Regions from separate parts of the Danio rerio genome. Here region 2 is linked to region 1. Evidence: chromatin contacts called from public HiCAR-type data. All regions are on one chromosome and are shown on one strand. Each heading gives the region's core, a stretch centred on a gene start, on an enhancer-like site or on the middle of the called end of the contact. The rest is flanking DNA. Distances are from core to core; before and after follow the strand shown. Region 1 has its middle 16 kb from the start of cyp4v2a. Region 2 holds the start of mtnr1aa (melatonin receptor 1A a).

Region 1 (3,211 bases), core at 454-2,953:
TATTCAGTTAAATTCAGCTTTATTTCTTTATCCCTTTTTACAATGTAGTTTGTTCTAAAGCAACCTACCATGATGAAGAAAAGGGAAACATGAGAGAGAGAGCAACAGATGAAAATGGTGAGACTCCTGCTTTTACAGCAACACTGTCTGAAAGTAATTGAGTGTCCTTTCAGTGCACGCAAGCATCTGACCCCTTATGTTCTACTCTCTCGGGGCTATTTAGAAATACTTTGATTAAATTGAAATTAATTTAACAGAATTGTTTTGAATGTACTCTGTCTTGGAGGGGTTTTGGTTAGGGAATATGAAACACCATGAGTGTGATAACTAGGATAAAATTGGTGGCATGACCCACATTTCTGCCAATTTAGGTGTAAGATTACCAAAGCCCACACTTCAAAAGGGAGACCGTCACGCTAATATCCGGAGCCCTGAGCTAGCCAGTTTCTAATACATGTGTGCTTGACCAAAGACATACACAAACCTGGACACACTCTCTACACATGTACTTTCATGTTCAGAAAATGTATCCAGGCACACATATGTGCTTTCATGGTTTTTTTCACAGCAAAATCCTGTATTTATTATAGACATCTAAACGTACACAGCATGGCTAAGACAAGGCTAAACTTGGGCTGTGAGAGAAAATCTAATAGACATCTTTTAGCCCAAAAACAATTCATCGATTAGACAGACTTTATATGTGTAGTCATTCTTTTTCTGTTCATTTGATGACTAGTATAGGTTTGACAGCCCAAATTTAGCCTTGTTTTAGCCTAGGTGACTATGTTTAGACATCTACCAGACATATTAGACTTCTTTTAAAAACAACAAAAAATGCTTGCTGGGTTCTTTCTTTCTTTAATTTATATAAATGTTATTTCAAATACTAAATAGTGTTTAGATCACGTGTACTGTTGTTTTTTGGGGACTTCCCATAGATGTAATTATTGTTATTTTATACAATCTGTACATTCTAACAGCCTACTCCTGAAAAAAACCCTTACATGAAACAAATTACATGTTTACATTTCCAAAACACTTAATTCTGTGTGATTTATGCAGCGTTTTCCTCACCGGGACCAAAGAAATGTCTCTTCAAGGTCAAAACTTACATTGCTAAACACACGCTCATACAGTACATAACATTTTCCCAATATTTTAAATTGACATAAATGAATTTTCTGCTAATTAAATGTTCTAAATTACACCTTATTTAAAGTTTTGAAGAGTCATTATCAGTATAGTCGTTTATAAATAAATTAATTGTTTTATTGTTTAAAACATGAATCTCTTAACGCTAAATTCAGAGAACAGACGATAACTTTTATTAAGTCTCAAACTTTTTGTGTGGACTTAATAAATAAGCCATGAAAGAAATTAAAATGAGAAACATGTTTCGTGTCAAGAAAGGATTACTTAAGCCTTACGTATGAGCCTTTGGGTGTACTTTAGTCCAAAAAAAAAGGGAAAACACCAGTCCAGACAAAGATAAGTCTGTTTATAATGTTTGTACCACGACAATAAATCTTGATAAAAATATTAGTCCTTGCAGTGTAGAAATCTGGGGTTTGCCAGAGGGTCCAGTGCATATGCTTTGCATGTGCATTCATGTGTCTGGTGCCTTTAATTGAAGAGATCGTCGCTCTTTTCATTAGCAAATACACTAAAAGTGGTACAACACCACCCCTCTGTGTTCAAAACACATCACTGCATCTATTAACATCCATCGAACTGCCAGTCAACAATTAAAACACTCATCCTTTATACCATTTTGCTCATTATCTGTTCAAATCACAGCTATTAAAAAAAAATTAAATAAAAATAAATAAATAACCACAAATTTCTGCAGCCTCAGGCATGGCTAAAAATACTGTTTGCCACTTTCCACAGTAGACTTTTACTTTTATCATATTTAATTTCTATTCTAATGTGGAAGATATTGGTCATATGCAAAAGTTTTGGGAAACAGCACAACGACTGTGGCTTTGTGTCGAAATAATGTGAGAAGATTATGGAGAACACAGAAACCAGCAGAGAGAGAGAAAGTTTTAATTAACTGCAGCCCTGAGGGACACCGAGCTCACAGCTACCAAACAAACACATCTGAGCAAAGCAAAAAGGATTTGTTAAATGAGAAGGCGAATAATAAGAAAGGGCCTATGGCTACAATTTGTCATAATGTTCACCTACCAAAACATACAATGACCAATATTTCAAGATAAATCACTTAACATAGGATAATGGGTGCGCCATTAGAGGTAGTTGGCATGGAGGGTGTATAATATCATGCACGTGTCTCAAGGGACCATGATCTGACTGGGTAGAAAGAGAAGTAGCCTACACAGAAGAAAAAACGAATAAGGACAAAGACTAGATTGGGTGATGTCTGAAGAGAGGAGAAAGCAATTAGAGTTTGACTTGGGTTCTATAACAATTAAGCTTGGCTAAAAATAGCTCTGAATGTTTTTTGTTTTTTTTACACACGTCCACGTTTTCAGATAGCCCTCGTGTCCGGTGAAGAGATGATAAGATGATTGCTTTCTTTGTGGTAACACAGAAAAGCATGTAATGATTATAATCAACTGATGTCATTTAGCTTAGCAATTGAAAATATAATAACAGATGCATCCCATATTAGGCCCATGTTGTATCAGGCTCTCAATCCCTGACAAAGCAGAACAAGCAATTCAGACTGAAAATGAAGAGATAATTAGAGTGGGGCACATGAAGAGCGCAGCCCTCTTGCTGTCTTTGTTAGAAATAAAATAGTATGATCTGTTGCTTTCAGCCACATTCAGTCTATTTTCTAAGAATCATTTAGATCTTTGCCTGTGCAATTTCCTTCAACCCAAATAAATGCTTAACAAAAATATTTTCCGTTTTCTATTCAAACCACCTTTGCTTTTGTGAAAGGCCTAATGCATTTTTTAAATTTAGATCAAATAAAATATATATATAGGGCGACGCAGTGGCGCAGTAGGTAGTGCTGTCGCCTCACAGCAAGAAGGTCACTGGTGTGTGAATGTGTGTGGATGTTTCCCAGAGATGGGTTGTGGCTGGAAGGGCATCCGCTGCGTAAAAATGTGCTGGATAAGTTGGCGATTCATTCCGCTGTGTTGACCCTAGATTAATAAAGGGACTAAGCCAAAAAGAAAATGAATGAATGAAAAAACAGTATATGAACATTTTTGTAAATATAATTGTCAAT
Region 2 (3,211 bases), core at 458-2,957, 420 kb before region 1:
TCACAGCAAGACAGTCGCTGGTTCGAGCCCGAGCTGGGTCAGTTGACATTTCTGGGGTGTTTCCCAGTGATGGGTTGCAGCTGGAAGGGCATCCGTTGAGTAAAACATATGTTGGATAAGTTGGTGGTTGATTCCACTGTGGCGACCCCTCATTGATAAAGGGACTAAGTTGAAAAGAAAATGAATGAATGAATGAATGAATGAATGAATGAATGTTGTATGTTTATTAGGATAGGAAAATATTTGGCTGAGATACAACTATTTTTGGGCGATGCTGTGGTGCAGTAGGTAGTGCTGTCGCCTCACAGTAAGAAGGTCACTGGTTCGAGCCTCGGCTGGGTCAGTTGGCATTTCTGTGTGGAGTTTGCATGTTCTCCCTGTGTTTCTGTGGGTTTCCTCTGGGTGCTCCGGTTTCCCCCACAGTCCAAAGACATGATAGATGAATTGGGTAAGCTAAATTGTCCGTAGTGTATGAGTGTGAATAAGTGCGTATTGATGTTTCCCAGTGATGGGTTGCAGCTGGAAGGGCATCCACTGCGTAAAACATATGCTGGATAAGTTGGCGGTTCATTCCGCTGTGATGATCCCATCCCAGATTAATAAAGAAACTAAGCCGAAGAGAAAATAAATGAATGAATGAATGAATGATAATCTGAGGGTTCAAAAAAAATTAAATTGATGTTATTAGTAACGCATATTACTAATCATAATGATTAGTAATATGAGTGTTTTGATAAACACAACCGGTCAAAAATTTAAGGTCAGCAGGATTTTTAAATGTTTTAAAATAAGCTTCTCCTGCTCACCAAGGCTGCATTTATTTAATAAAAAATACAGAACAAATAGAAACATTGTGAAATGTTATTGCACTAAAAAAAGAACTGTTCAAAACATAGTTTATAATGTAATTTAATAATTTACTTCAGTGATTTTTAATGATGAATTTTCAGCTTCATTACTCCAGTCTTCAGTCACATGATCCTTTAGAAATCACTCTAATATTTCCTATTATCATTATTATTATTAATATTATTATTAAAATAATAATAATTATTATTAATGATAATAATAATAAAAGCAATAATGACTGGACTAATAATTCAATTTAAAACTACTTATAATAAGATATAAATAGATATTTAAAAAAACATAAAAACTTTTTAAACTTTTGACCAGTAGTATATTTACAGTAGGAAATTCACAAAATATCCTCATGGAGCATGATCTTTACCTAAAATAGTAGTCTAATGATTTTGGCATGAAAGAAAAATCTATATTTTTGACCCATACAATGTATTTTTGGCTCTTGCTCAAAATACTTTTGTAACATAAAACTAATTTTGAGCTCCAGAGTCACATTTAATGACTAATAAAAATGACAATAAATAAGAATATAATAATAATAAATCAATGATCAATAACGATTTTAACACAATACCAATTAATCTTTTTATATTCATATTAATATGACAGTTGCAGTTGCCTCCATCTATTCTACACGTACCAGCACGTGCTTTACATTTCCCTGAATGGAAAGACAAAAAAGTGAATAAAAATTCTCTTAGCGCGGATAAATAATAATGAATGAGGGGACGACAGAAGCTCTCACAGCTGGAACGGGTTGAATGAAAGCAACGTTATCGAAGACGACCGCTGGGGGGCAACACACACAACACTTCAGTTAATCACATGTTCACAGGAGCTTTGAAGTTGCCCGTGGATGTCATGTACCAACACTGTGATGGGTGCACGCATAGCCATAAAAGTGCAGACCCCGACACACGAAAGCCCGGACGAGAGAACCGAGGAAAGTTGTCCGGGTCGCACAACTTACCCAAACCTCACGAAGAGATGAGATCCCACCGGAGGAACGCGCGCCACCTAAACTGCACGGTTTATTTCGTTGATTGAGAAAAAGTTTCATGAAGATATACAATGTTTATGAATGGGAGTTCTCTGAACAGCTCTGCACTGGACCCTAGCGAGCAAGCACTTCAGCGGCCGCCCTGGGTCACTACTACTCTCGGGTGTTTCCTCATATTCACTATAGTGGTGGATATTTTGGGAAACCTGCTGGTGATTTTCTCCGTCTACAGAAACAAGAAACTTCGGAACGCAGGTGAGTCGCGCGCGCGATCTGCCTGGCACAGGTGCATTTGCGTTCGACTTGATGTTTATTTTAACACGAACTGTTTTAGGGTGATGTTTTGTAACATGGAGACTGAAGAGTAGACCACACTGACAGGCAGGATTTATGTGGCAGAGCGCGCTTCAGTCTCAAGCGCGCACGTTTCGTGTTTACATGAAATCGCGTCGACATTTCTACACCGTGTGTTTTCTCTATTTAAAATACAGATTTTAATCCAAACGTAACAAAATGGCACTTTATATTACATACTACAAACGTGTCCGTGTTTTTTGCGCACGGCTGTTTGCAAAAGTGCCAGCAGATTGAACATGGATAGCTCACCTGACAGCACTCGCAGCAATATCTTATCAAATGATACGTTGCTTTTGTAATTCCACACTGCACATTCCAGTGCCATTCTATTATGAAGTAATAAACTCCACGTGCTTAATATTTAATCAATAAATAACCTGTAAACATACCTTGTAAAGATTTGTATGACTGTTATGTGTGGACGCCAATGCATGTTTGGTCGAGTCCATCAAATATAAGATAACTCCAAAGATGCTTGAACTCTTATCAGTTCCCAGTTCAGTCATATAATTTCAATTTTTTTTTAAAATGATTTTAAATTAATCAGTAGTGGAACTTTAGGATAATACTTTGAGATCTTAGTAAGATAGATGAGTTCAAATATTATAATGCGATGAGTGATCTCAGTAAACATAACATATACACAAGTAGTAAACATACAGTGGATAGGTGTTCTATTGCAAACAGCAAGATTGGATTTCAGTAACATTCCTAATAAACTTTTCGTTCAAACTTCAAATCCAAGTGCCCTTTAGACCATACCTATTAAGAATCATTTTAAATTTTTACATTTAAATGCCATTTGGTTCTACCAGCTTCCACAGTTGGCAATTTTAGCAATGCTTTTTTATGATTTGTTAGCACTTTTTAAGTGTTTCTCTTTGGTGACAAGCCAGAGGCATAGGTGGTCAAAAACAAAGAACCCCAAAGAATGTGATCCAAGAGACATCTTTATTGAATCATTGAGGAAATGAACAGAAATCAGTCGAG

What was found. HiCAR-type assays count read pairs that join an accessible place to other places.
Region 2: a contact with region 1 is called in a HiCAR-type map of caudal fin, with 15 times the contacts expected there. The contact joins the promoter of mtnr1aa here to the enhancer-like site in region 1. A contact is called at or near these places in 5 of 18 Hi-C or Micro-C datasets (caudal fin, embryo and an unstated tissue) and 1 of 4 datasets of contacts at active chromatin or transcription factors (caudal fin).

Annotation. Positions count from the first base shown.
Region 1 is chr1:19,451,758-19,454,968 of GRCz12tu, reverse strand. No RefSeq gene overlaps it. Among named protein-coding and RNA genes, the nearest start is that of cyp4v2a, 16 kb to the right of the region's middle. Within about 2 kb of position 1,703, at least 6 of the 62 cell types and tissues checked have an H3K27ac peak or open chromatin away from gene starts, as enhancers often do.
Region 2 is chr1:19,867,942-19,871,152 of GRCz12tu, reverse strand. mtnr1aa (melatonin receptor 1A a) reads left to right here and starts at 1,707. Exons shown (of 2, transcript NM_131393.1): 1 at 1,707-2,119. The coding sequence starts at 1,936. The region is part of intron 6 of LOC137490653 (a long non-coding RNA gene); the gene reads right to left.